3 separate regions of the Mus musculus genome follow, and regions 2 and 3 are each linked to region 1. The links are chromatin contacts, called in public HiChIP or PLAC-seq maps. All regions are on one chromosome and are shown on one strand. Each heading gives the region's core, a stretch centred on a gene start, on an enhancer-like site or on the middle of the called end of the contact. The rest is flanking DNA. Distances are from core to core; before and after follow the strand shown.

Region 1 (4,128 bases), core at 1,035-3,534:
AAAATTAAGGTTGAGAAGAATTTAAGACTCTGTGTGTGTGTGTGTGTGTGTGTGTGTGTGTGTGTGTGTGACTGAAGCTGAAACTATAGTGAAATGTATTTGCCACCTTTTTTTTTCTTAACATTGTACTTCAAGAGCTGTAAGGATAGGCATATAAAAGTGCTACAGGGTTGAGGGTAGCGTGGGTAAATGACAGAGAAAATAATGAATCCTTTCCCTAGGGATGTTGTTATGATAGGAATGAGTACAGTGTACAATAGAGTGAATAAAGCTGACTCCCTGGGCTACAGCTCATAGCAGGGGAGCTGGAGTGGTTATTGAGACAGTCCACATCACCTCATGAGTCTACCATGACAAGTTTACAAGCCTGGCAGGAGAGTCTAGTTATAATTCTGTAATAGTCAGATCATAGCTGAGACTTAAGGAGAATGTTGTAATATAAAGAGGTGGTTTGGTTTTAGTTCCTGTGTAGAAGATGCAAATATTTTCAAGACTTTGGACAATTCACAGCTATTTTTTTTCCTTTTATTTATTTTAATTTTTTACAATCCAGTCGTTGCCCCCTTCCTGGTCTGCTCTCCCACAGTTCTTCATTCCTCCCCTCCTCCCCTCCAACCTACCACCCCACCATCCCACCCCATCTCTAAGAGTATGTTCCCACCCCCCACCCTGCCAGGCCTCCCTCACTCCATGGGGCCTCAAGTCTCTCCAGAGTGAGGCACATCTCCCACTGAGGACAAACCAGGCAGTCTTCTGCCATATATGTGTTGGGGGGCCTCATATCAGCTAGTTTATGCTGCTGATCTTCCTATGGGGTTACCCTCCTCCTCAACTTCTTCCAGCCTTTCCCTAATTCAACCACAGGGGTCCCCAACTTCAGTCCAATGGTCGGGTGTAAGTATCTGCATCTGTCTCAGCTGCTTGTTGGGCCTCTCAGAGGACAGCCATGCTAGGCTCCTGTCTGTAAGACACATCAGTAATAGCGGAACCTCCACTTGAGAAGATGATCCCAAGTTGGGCTGGCCACTGCACCACCTTTCCCTCAGTCTCTTCTCCATTTTTGGCCCTGCAGTTCTTTTAAACAGGAACAATTCTGGATCAGAGTTTTTGTCTATGGGATGGCAACCCCATCACCACTTGATGCTATGTCTTTCTACCAGAGGTGGACTCTAAAATAAGTTCCCTCTCCCCACTGTCAGGCATCTCACCTGAGGTCCCTCCCTTTGTGTCCTGAGAGTCTCTCACCTCCCAGGTCTCTGGTACTTTCTAGAGAGTCCCCCTACTGTCACCCCTGAGGTTACACATTTTCATTCATTCTGCTAGCCTTCAAACCTTCTCTCCTGCCCCCCCATACCTGATCAGATAATTCACCGCTATTTTATATTTCATTTTTTCCTAAGCTACCTAGTCTAAGTTCTATAGTTAGCTCCATTAATGTACAATACCTTTGATTTTCATTTTTAAATGTTTAAATATAACAATTTTAAGAGATTCCAAAGTTTTATGAAATAGGACGGCTGGCCAAAACAGTTAAAAAGTATGCAGGATAAAAGTACTAAGTGCTTAGAGATGAATGGCAATTAAGATTACAAGGCTCACTTTCCAATTGTAGCAGAATAATTAAAGGTAAATTACATATTGAAGTTGAGAGTAAAGCATAAGTGTGCTAGTCCTTGCAAGTTCATGAATTGCCTGGTACATTTGTAACTGCAAGCCTGTTATGTTGCCACAGCACAGGGGACTCCAGAATGTGCTTTTGGGAACTGATTCCCAATAGATAACTGCACTGTTCTGGAATGCAATCGCTGTGTCAATAGCTGTAGCCTTATTGTTTTAGAAGTTTTCCATCTTTACCCTAATTAATGTCTCTAACGTGATTTGCGAGGAATTTTATATTTATATTTTGCAATCAGTGTTTGACTGGCAAAAAGTTTTTAGACATTCGCTACAATGTGTAAACATTTTGTAAAATAATAAATAGCTCTTCCTAATCTAAATGTTTTATGGTTGCTGGGCCTCTGCTAATTGGTCATGGATTGAAATCCACTGTTCTTTAATTTTTTAATTTGTGGGAAGTTTTTATAAATGAATGTGTAGAGCTTCATATCACAGCTGTTGTCACTTAAAGTTTGGACAGCATCATTACAAATGAAGGCCTGCTGTGAAGTCAAAGTCAAAAGGCATCTTGGCATCCCAACCATTTCCTTGGGAGAAGATTACAGCTCAAGTCTGTTGAACTTTATTGCCTTGGGCCTCATGACAGTCTTCAGAAACATGCAAAGCATTTCTGTTAAAGAAATTCAGATGTGCTGGGACATAGATGACATTCTTGAACATAGCAGTGTCCTAAGGGGGTAAAGAATAGTCAAGCGGGAAAAGATAAACAGTTTTTGCTCTGTCCCTGGATTATTTTATAAGATTTATGGAAATGATGGAGGCCTACATGATACCATATAGGAAAAAGGCGCAGGGTTCTCTATGTGGCCTGACCATATCTTAAGATAAAATCTAAATGTGATTCCAGCATAATGACTTAGCTTCAAAATCATCTTCCTGTTTGTGTGGGGTAGGTGTTAGGGTACAAGGCCCTGTGGATGCAAGGTAAGCACTGAAGTCATCTTTCATTCAGTTGGTTTTATTATTCACAGAGATTGTCTCTCTTCTTCTCCACTCCTGTCTCCTGGCATGTGTGTGCCTGAAAGAAAGACATAACTAAAATAGTTCCAGCACTTAACCCCATTTATAGCTGAAACTCTTTTTAATCTAAAGCCAAAGATCATTTGGTCCAATTTAATATCTATACAACAGGTATCCAGATTCCAGCACAAATCCTCATAGAGCTAGCATAAACAACATGGCTGCCCTCATGTCTTTGCCTTTTTATTTCTGGATCTTCATGTGTGGAGGGGAGGGGGTGTATGTGGGGATGGGCTGAAGCTAGGATCCATGTCTAGGAGAAAACATGTGCTATTTGTCTCTCTGCATCTGTGTCATCTCACTTAATATTTTTCAGTTCCATCAATTTTCTTGCAAATTTCATAATTTTATTTTTCCTCATGGCCAAATTGTGTGTGTGTGTGTGTGTGTGTGTGTGTGACCATTTTAGGCTAATTACTTTTCTTTATTGTTGAGAACAGAGTAGTGATAAATTTGCAAGTGTCTGTGGGTATGGAATACTTTGGGTATAAACCTAGGAGTATAGCTAAGTCTTAATGGTAGTTCTGTTCTTTGTTCTGTTTTGAGAAACCTGGAGGCTGATTTCCATAGTGGTTTACTAGTTTACATTTAATAATGGTGTCTCTTTCCCTGCATCCTTTCCAGGATCCTTTCCGGCATTTGTTATTTACTTGATAATAACCATTTTAACTAGGATGAGATGGAATCTCAAGTTTTAATTTGCATTTTTCTAATGGCTGTGGATGTTGAATACTTTTTAAAATACTTCATATGTTTGTTTCTTTTATCTATGTGTATGTCTGAACATCAGAACAGGGTATTGAGTCCCATGGCACTACAGTTATAGCCAATTGTTAAGCCTCCATGTGGTTGCTGGGAATTGAACTCAGAACCTCTGGAAGAGCAGCCAGTGCTCTTAACTGCTGAGCCATCTCTCCAGCACCTACCCCCCAATGTCTTAACCCATCTTTTGTAAACTGTCTCTTCTGATCCTTGCTCTGTTTGAGAGTTTGGTTTTGGTATTTTAATTATTCTGGTTATCTATACAGTCTAAATATGAACCTCCTGTCCAAAATAAGGCTGGCAAAAGTTTTCTACTGTCCTATGGACAGTTCATTTTTCTGATCGTTTTCTTTCCTATTAAAACTTCTAAATTTCATGTAATCCATTTTTCAGTTCTTGTAGTTATTTTCTTTGCTACTTTTCTATTAAACTGTACCTATATCTTCTTGTTGTTGTTGTTGTTGTTCTTGTTCTTGTTTTTACTTTATGTGAGTAATGTTTTGCCAGTATGTATGCATGTGTACCATGTGGGTACCTGTACCCACAGAGGCCATAATAGAGCTTCAGATGCCCTGCAGCCCTGTAACTGTACTAATTAGTATAACTCTACAAACGTCCATTTATATGATGACTCAAGGTCTATCCGTGTTACAGCGTATGTCAGAAGTA
Region 2 (4,002 bases), core at 1,476-3,975, 210 kb before region 1:
GTGGTGGCTCGCGTGCGCACGCGCGCACATACCCACACATGCCTTTAATTCTGGTACTCATGAGTGTGAGGCAGGAGGATCTCTGAGTCTGAGGCCAGCCTGGTCTACAGAGTGAGTTCCAGGACAGCCAGGGATACACAGAGAAACCCTGCCTCAAAAAGCAAGCTAGCAAACAAAAAACAAAACAAAACAACAAACAGAAATAATCCATACCTATTAAGATGTCTATAATATTAAAAACAAAAGAAAACAGGAAAACAAGTGTTGACAAAGATATAAAGTTAAAATCCTTGATCAGTGCTGAGAGGTAAGATCACAAAGCCATTGTGGAAAACAGTTGGTGGTTCCTCAAAATTAAACAGAGAATTACCACATGTAATTCAGTACTGTCCGGTAGTGCTGTTCCTAAGGATATACCAATGGAATTGCAAATTGACATTCACATACTTTCTATACATGGTCATAGTGCCAGTACCCATAAAGTAGAAACAATGCCCCAACCTACCAGTGGATAGGCAAAACATGGTCACACAGACAGTGCAGGGTTATTTAGCAGTAAGGGGAATGTAGCACTGAAGCTCCAATGTAACTCTAGGCAGTACTGACAATAAAGTAGGGTTAGAACTAGGAAACAATAAAGCAAGCAGGATTCTTAGACACAAAATGGCATATACTTTATAATTCAAGTTATAGGAAGTATCTTACAATGGGCAAACTTATAGAATCAGAAAGTAATGGTGTTATAGCCAGGACCTAGAGAGAGAAATAGTTATGTCTGTTTAATGGATTTTGGGTGAAGAAAATGTTTGAAACTAGACAGATGTAGTCATTGTCCACAAGGTATTAAATATTTTTAATATTTTATGTGTATGGATGCTTGGATGTTTGTGTGCCACATGCATGCCTGCTGCTGGAGGAAGCCAGAAGGTATTGGATCCTGTGCAAATGGAGTCACACATGGTTGTGAACTGTCCCTGTGGCTGCTGGGAATCAATTCCAGTCCCCTGGAAGGGCAGGCAGCACAGGTCTCTCAACTGCTGAATCATCTTCCCAGACCTTATCCCAAATTAAAAAAAAAAAAAGTAAAATTGAGGGAACAAATCCCCACAATAATAATTTATATGGAATCCATCCCCTACCAGCTGTAATCAAGGCAGTTCCAGGAGGACAACGCCGCCGACAGAATAGGGAAGGACTTTCTACCATGGCTGTTAAGCACTGGAATGGCAGTCTGTAGAGGAAGTGAGATTACTCTTTACTGAAAAAGTGGAGGAAGAGCTCCCAGGGAAGTTACCTGGAAATTTTCTCTATGAGGTGTGGCAGGTTGTTTTGTTTGCTTTCATTATTTTGAAAACTAACCTAGTTTTCATCACTGCAGGTATGCTGATTCCGTCTGACTAGAAGCTGATTACAAAGGAGGTCCCGAGGTAAAGTACCCCTTCCCTTTCAATTCTTCTAGCATAGCCCAACCCTCTCAGACCTGCTGAAAGGTCTGGCCTTTTGCTGTCGATATAGTTTAACGGTAGCAGGCTTGCCCAGCATGTAGGAGGCCCTAAGTTCAATTTCCAACGCGGAAGCGGGAAAGGGGAACGCTGGCCCAGAAGAGAGAATTAGTCAGAGCAGCTGAGACTATGACCCTTTGGACTCTGAGTTCACAGCTCCAGGCACTAGCTTTCTGCTGGTCTTTGGCAGAGGGCGTGTGTTGCACTAGGCACGTTAGAACCTACTACGTACAATCTATAGAAGGATCAAACCCTCAGTGAACGATGGCTTCACGATCACTTCTAAACCATAGGTTCTGAAAACTTCATAGTTCAAATACATACACTACTACTAAAATTTCATGATCATTAAGAAGTAACAAAGTTAAAAAAAAAAAGTGACAAATCCAAGTGTGCCAGCCAAATTAGAAAACATCGGTAGGAGATATTTCTTAAAAACGCAATCGACTTGAATGCTCTCTAGGCTCTCAAAGTGCCCTATGAATTCTGTGGAGTGTTTGCAGTAGAGCAACTTGAAGTTAACACCTGCTTCAGCCTGAAAAGTCCTGAGACAGTGAAAAAGGCAGTGAAAGTCAGGCGGGCGGGGCTCCCCGGGGAGAGACCGGCCCATTTTAGGAGGATCCCGGGGATGCCCCTGTTCCTAGGTGGAATAACTCCCTGGGGCACTCAGAGGAAAGCCCAAGCTGACCGCCCCCAGCCCAGGCAGCCCCGAAACCAGAGGCGCCTCTGAAGATTGCGCAAGTCTTTTCCTCCCCCGCCTGCTTGGTGGCATGTTTCTAAAATTCCCATCTGCACAACATAAACAGGAAACGTGCAGCAAAAAGCCTTGGCGGTGCAAATTCCAAGCTTCCAGCCGAGGGCGGGAGAATTTCATCCGTGCTGCCGGTGGCAGCAAGCGGCACCAAAGAACAAACTTTCCAAGTGACCCCGCACCCCTCCATCCCCTTTTCCCCCCGACTGCAAAAGGGAGATGGCGGAAGGAAGGACCCCTGCTCCAGGAAAATAAAGAACCGGGCGGGGGTGGGGGGCGTTGAGGCAGCAGCTGGGCCTCTAAGCGCCCGGCCTCGGTGGCGGCGCGAGGCCAGGCCGCGCCGGGCCGCCCACCTCGCGAGCCGCGTGTCCGAGCGGCCTCCGGGCGCCGCGTGGGTTCGCGGACGCCGGGCACTGGGTCGTCGAGCCCTTTCGGGTGGGGCGGGGGAGGGGCGGGCGCGAGGCGCGGCGCAGGCGCAGTGAGCGCCTCGGTTGTCAAACATGGCTGAAGCGCCGCTGCTACCGCTACAGCCGCCGAAGGGAAAATGCTGAGCTCGCCCGGGCCGGGTGGGCGGCGGCGGCGGCGAGGGCGGCGACGGGAACCCGCTTCCCGGGCGCGGCGGCGGCGGTCATGGCCCGGCTGGCCGACTACTTCATTGTGGTAGGCTACGACCACGAGAAGCCAGGTAAGGGTGTGGGGCGGGCGCCGCCCCCGGGCTTCGCCTCCGCCCCCGGCAGCCGTCCAGTGGGCTCGGCGGGGCCGGGCGTCGCGGCTGGGAGGCGGGGAGGCGGGCGGGCCGGGTCCCGCGGTGGAGGAGCTGCGGGTCGACTGGTGTCGGCCTTCGCGGCGGGGCCGAGCCTGGCTGCGGTGGGCGTGTGTGAGGGAACCGTCGGACGGCGGTAGCGGGGCTAGGCCGCGGCGGTGCGGCCGGGGACTGGCGGGCCGGACCGGTGGCGAGCCTGCCCGCGCGCCGCCACGCGCTTCTGCGGAGGCGGCTGGCACCCGGGACCGCGCCCTCGTGCCTGTGGAGTTGGGAGGGCGGGAGCACACTGTACGAGGCTCCTAGGGATACACTGTGTCCTGCATCCTGAATAGGAGTGACGCTGGGGGCAGTCCTCCCGGAAAGGAAGTGCCGAGAGTCCTGCGCTGCCTCCCGCCGGCCCGGGGTGTGTGTGGGGGGAGGGGGAGGCTGGACATCCCGGCCGAACGCCGGGTACTTGGATAGGTCAAAGGATCCGAGCACTTTGAAACATTTCTAGGAAAATTGTTTCAGGACGTATGTGTCGGCATTCCAGAATGAAAGGACTCTGCTAAGCAAAGAGAGCCGGCCGACCACTGCAGGTGCTCTCTCTCACTTAGCTCTCACGTGTTTTGATTGTTCTCTGGTTTTTCTCGGCCGAGAATTTTTCACAAGGAACAGTTTGGCAGATAGGTTGCTTTTTACACTTCGGTGGACTAGCACAACCAGAAGTATACAGGGCTCATGCACGTTCATTTTCGTAATTGTATCTCTTTGTGTTGCTGTTTATAGATAAGCGGGATGTGCTAACAAGGTTATTGTAGAGCAGGGGAAGCTACAGTCTCGCAGTTGCAAGGGATTTTAGATACCAGCGCTCCACCCCCTTCCATGTCCCCGAGGTGCTTAGGTTGTGCTTTGCTGATGTTAGTCGTTGCACCAGCATACCATTGTTCTGCCCACCTCTTTTTATTATTTATCCCTAAGGATTTATTTCAGAGATGGGAGCCTTC
Region 3 (4,563 bases), core at 999-3,498, 240 kb before region 1:
CACCACTTTGCTCATCAAAAGGCAAGCTTGTTGAAGAAGCAACGGCCTTGTCCACATGCTCATCATAGAGCCTACACATGCCCTTGTGTGGGAACCTTTGTCAGGCTGCGGCTATGGTGGCCTTGTGACCTGCCAATCGGTTGTCCAACCTTCTGATCATCTGGAGTTCTCTCAGCAGTTGCTATCCCCTCTCTCTCCACCAACTCAGGGTGAAGGAGCAGGTAGAACTTTCTGGCAGGAACTTGGAGCATAGGCTGAGTCTTCTGGGGTGAGCAAGAACACAGCAGATACAAGAGATGGTGGGTGGGCTCCCACAGATCTCCAAGCAATCCCAGGAAGCATTTAGCTTATTATTCACTAAACAGTTGTTCCCTGCCTGAAGATGAGAAGTGAAATGACCCAGGATCTTCTAGAACTAAGAGCTGTCATGAGTATCCCGAGAGGAAGGAAAAGCTGAAACCATTACCCCAGACCTGCAAGGGTTTTCCTGTCTTGGGTCCCCTCACTTTCCATTGCTGAGATCACATCAGCCCCCCAAGAGGAAATATTGCTTTAGTGGCTGGCCTCTTGCCATGGCTGAGCCAGGCTAGAACATTCCCAAAGCCTTTACACAACCCTAGAGAAGAACAACTGGACATAAACAAGAAAATGCATGAAACATAAACACAACACAAGCTTGTGAACCACAGTAACAGGGCAAGACACGGGTGGAAGGAATTTTGCGTGTTATGAGTTTTTGTGAATTTATCAAGAGCCATACTTACTCTAAAAGCAATGCATCTGTATTTTGAAGCCTCTATAGTGTACCTTTTGTCTCCTCGTCACACTCTAGTATGTATGCTTTGTATACCATGAGCTGTTCATCTGAGTAATTCTGAGAAGCCTTCCTCCTACTCCTTCCTCCCTTCCCCCACCCCCACCCCTACCTCCTCCAGGATTTCTGCAGATGAGTGCATAGGTGATCAGCTCAGTCATTCAATAAATGTGGGCCTAAGTAGGAGCTGTGGCGCAAGACATTGAGTAATGAGCCATCGTATACCTGGTCTTATCAGGCTCAGTCTGATAGGAGAAACTATCAAGGGTCATTTCCTTAATACTTTATGTCATCTAAAAACTATCAGATTTGACTTAAAAAAAATCAGATTTAGCTGAGCATGGTGGAGCACGCCTTTAATCCCAGCACTCGGGAGGCAGAAGCAGGCAGATTTCTGAGTTCGAGGCCAGCCTAGTCTACAAAGTGAGTTCCAGGACAGCCAGGGCTATACAGAGAAACCCTGTCTTAAAAAACCAACCAGCCAAACAAACAAACAAAAATAAATAAATAAATAAACAGATTTATATGAAAATCCATCTAACAGGCTCGTTAATCTCTGCCAATAAAAAAAAAAAAACAAAACAAAACAACAACAAAAGATCACTATTTAAAGAATTCCCAAAATCAATGATGATAACAGAAAGAAGTGTGCGTGTGAGTGCATCTTCCTGAAGACAGCAAAGAGGAAAATCCCACTTTCTAGAACTGTCAAGACAGGTGATGTCTGTCCTCTGTGCCTGCAATCAGATGACTAAGCGCCCCTGTCAGACCCATCCAAGCTTATGACTCTTAACTCTTTACCATTATCTCTACATCTAACCTGAACTCAGAGTCTATCACCTAAGAGTATTATCTTCATTTCCCTGGGGATGCCACTTCCTCAATCTGCCTCAGCTTCCTCAAAGAAGGCAAAGATAAGACATCTGATGATGTCACAAGTAAACGTGAGCTGAAGCCTGCTGGCCAGCTCTACTCGGAAGAGCATTTCCACTTCCGGAGCAGGGCAGGGGGTACTTACGAGGAATACTACCCATTGATACGTCCTTCAGAGAACAGTCTATGCAGGAGCCAGCCTTCAATTATGGCCCATATGGCATCACTGTCCCATGAGGAAGATACTCAAATTCTTAAGGGTTGGATCTTGCTCAAGGGCCCTGTAGGTCCTCCCTGGGTTCAGGGAGTCTCACCAAGCTTATTCTACTAGATGGGGCAGACAGCCATTGAACTAACTTAAAAGACAGCAAGCACCCATGGGACCCTACAGTTTATTCTAGCACACAGCAGACCTGCTGGTACAGAACTATGTAAACATACATTTCACAGCCCCCAAATTCCTCAAGGCACTTGGCAAAGATCAACTGATACACATGCCTAGACTAATTCCAATAATGTATTCCAAAGGAAACAGCAGGTGGCAGCAGAGGGTTACAGTTTTTCACTCTTTGGCATGGCATGAGAACAGAGTGTGGGGCATAATCACATCTGAGTCACCCCACTGGCCTAGAGATGGCTCGCCACCATTTTGTCATGTGAGTAGTGTAGAGTCCTCTCCAGTGGGCTCTGTGCATTTTAAAAAGAGACTCTCCCAAAAGCCCCAGTCCAAAGCCAGAAGTTTTCCTGGTTTCTGTGAGCCGAGCAGGGCAGCGACTGCCGGCAGGATTGTCCAGATCACACCGGCTCTAGCTATGCATCTTTCATAGCCTGTGACCCAATGTCAGGGCATTTTAGTTCACGGCTTCCTCACAAAGGAGAGGCCCTCAAAGAACATGGTGAAGTAGCGGAGTGCCTGACAAGTGAGTTTCCACAGCAGTGTTTTTGCTCCATTATGTTATCCAAAGCTAGAATGTAGGGGCTGAGAAAGGGAATTAATAGAACCTAAAGCTGAGGTACCTGGCAAGTTAGAGACCTTAGAAAGTCCCATCACAACCAGCAGCTGCTGTAGCACTGGGCTCATGGGCTGACAGAGTTATGATCACTCCCCCACTTGGCCCTGTATCTTCCTTGCCTTACGTAGTACTAGTGTGCATGTTGCAGTTGGAAGGTTTGCATTATAGTGCTGTGCTGGATTTTGCAGGCCAGTCCTTTGCTGAATTGCTTTGCAGGACAAGTAAGTAAGGACTGGAGCCTGCCAGATAGCTCAGTGGATAAGACTACTTGCTACCAAACTTGAGGACTTGAGTTTAATTAATCCCTGGGAACCAAAGGATTAAAGAAGGAGAGAACCAACTTCCACCTATTGTGTTCTGACCTCTACATGCACACTGTGGCATGCAAACATGCAGCACTCACATGCGAGCAGACAGACAGACAGAGACACACACACATTCACTCACACATGAAATACAAGCATTGTGAACTGTCAGTTTATTTCATTACAAAATGGTGCTCTAGTCGGGCTCCTTAGAAACACTTGGATTTAGCTGCTCTGTTTCCATCAAAAAATAAACTGAAACACTTATCTTTTAGAGGAGGGTAGAGGGATGGAGGGGAAGATGGAGGAGGAGGGACGGATGAAGGGGAAGATGGAGGAGGGAGGGATGAAGGGGAAGATGGAGGATTTTGCTCTTTGGTAAAATGAACAAAAATTACTAAAGAAAAAAAAATTGGAAATCTGGTTCCTAAAATCCTAACAGATCTTGCAAACAGATGTACTTGTGGGTTTTCTTTCTGAAAGTTGAGTTGACAGAAAACTGAGCCTTGGCCCTTTACAAGTTACATAACTGAACTTGCAGCATCCACCACTCCTGGGAGAGCCTCCGGAAAGGTGGTGTGGCAGATGGGGACAATATTCTGTGACTTAATGTGTGACTTCAACTTCAGATGTATGAGCTGGGTTTACTTTCCGACAGAAAACATAATCTTGGGGCTGGCTGGGAGTGTGGCTCAATGCCTGCCTAGGCTGTCAGTCACCAGCAATGTGCCCTGGTGTTACCGAAGTCGTGGCACATTCTTGCCATTCCAGTACCAGGGATGTGGAGGCAGAAAGATGAGAACTGGAAGGTCGTCTTCCACTATATGGTGAGCTCAAGGCCAGTCTGTACTACACAAGATCCTGTCAAGAAAGAGAATGAGAGTGGGACAGAGGAAGGAGGGGAGGGGAAAGCAGACAGGCAATGTTACCTTATTCTGCCATCTTCAGGATGAACCGCTCAGCTTTCTTCGTGGAAAGGGTCATGTCAATTTATCAGCTAAGGACAACATTATACTAATCCTTTGAATGTAATAAACAATATCTTTTGGAGAAATACTCCAGAACTCATATCAGCATTTAATTTCCCTCTGTGTATATGTTCAACTACACAAACATGATGTTAAATCATTTAATGCAGGGAATTGACAGCACGGAGAAAACATTTGGGTGGACTGTCTGGAGTTGCCATCAGCAGCTTTAATTATGACCCACTGCTCTTGGGTTCTGAAAGAGCCAGAAAATGACATCTGTGTGCCAAAATATTCATTAGAATTCCCTTCTCGGTCATTGTTCAGAAAGAAAAGTTCCCTTCTGGCCCCCATCTTTGGTATTTTAAGAGGGATCGTTAAGATGCCAGATTTTTTTTTCAAGGATCTGTCAGAAAGCAAGATTGTGTGCATACCTTGTATTTCACATTAGGAAACATCTTGGAAGGGTCAAATGTCCCTTGCTCTCATTCTGTTACCGGGAGAAAGAATGGGTTTTGCAGCCTTGAAATTAACTGGTCTTCTCTGTCCAGGCCTCTTTTTCCAAGCTGTGCCGTCTTGAAATAACTGGG

Evidence for each region. HiChIP or PLAC-seq counts read pairs in DNA pulled down with a chosen protein or histone mark.
Region 2: a contact with region 1 is called in an H3K27ac HiChIP or PLAC-seq map of embryonic fibroblasts, with 3 times the contacts expected there. The contact joins the promoter of Sbf2 here to the enhancer-like site in region 1. A contact is called at or near these places in 13 of 39 promoter capture datasets (the 3T3-L1 cell line, the C10 cell line, cranial neural crest and 9 more), 1 of 484 Hi-C or Micro-C datasets (extraembryonic endoderm stem cells), 12 of 115 datasets of contacts at active chromatin or transcription factors (bone marrow-derived macrophages, craniofacial prominence, embryonic basal ganglia and 8 more) and 2 of 9 other capture datasets (adipose tissue and pancreatic islet).
Region 3: an H3K27ac HiChIP or PLAC-seq map of trophoblast stem cells shows a contact between it and region 1, with 4 times the contacts expected there. The contact joins two enhancer-like sites. A contact is called at or near these places in 1 of 15 datasets of contacts at CTCF or cohesin (large pre-B cells), 6 of 115 datasets of contacts at active chromatin or transcription factors (bone marrow-derived macrophages, craniofacial prominence, embryonic fibroblasts and 3 more) and 1 of 9 other capture datasets (embryonic stem cells).

Annotation. Positions count from the first base shown.
Region 1 is chr7:110,400,392-110,404,519 of GRCm38.p6, reverse strand. All of the region lies in intron 16 of Sbf2 (SET binding factor 2), which reads left to right. Among named protein-coding and RNA genes, the nearest start is that of Gm32861, 110 kb to the right of the region's middle. Within about 2 kb of position 2,284, at least 19 of the 459 cell types and tissues checked have an H3K27ac peak or open chromatin away from gene starts, as enhancers often do. A contact at or near this core is called in embryonic fibroblasts and trophoblast stem cells, where this site is marked.
Region 2 is chr7:110,613,643-110,617,644 of GRCm38.p6, reverse strand. It overlaps Sbf2 (SET binding factor 2), which reads left to right and starts at 2,725. Exons shown (of 41, transcript NM_177324.2): 1 at 2,725-2,938. The coding sequence starts at 2,884.
Region 3 is chr7:110,643,241-110,647,803 of GRCm38.p6, reverse strand. No RefSeq gene overlaps it. Among named protein-coding and RNA genes, the nearest start is that of Gm28863, 15 kb to the right of the region's middle. Within about 2 kb of position 2,248, at least 43 of the 459 cell types and tissues checked have an H3K27ac peak or open chromatin away from gene starts, as enhancers often do. A contact at or near this core is called in trophoblast stem cells, where this site is marked.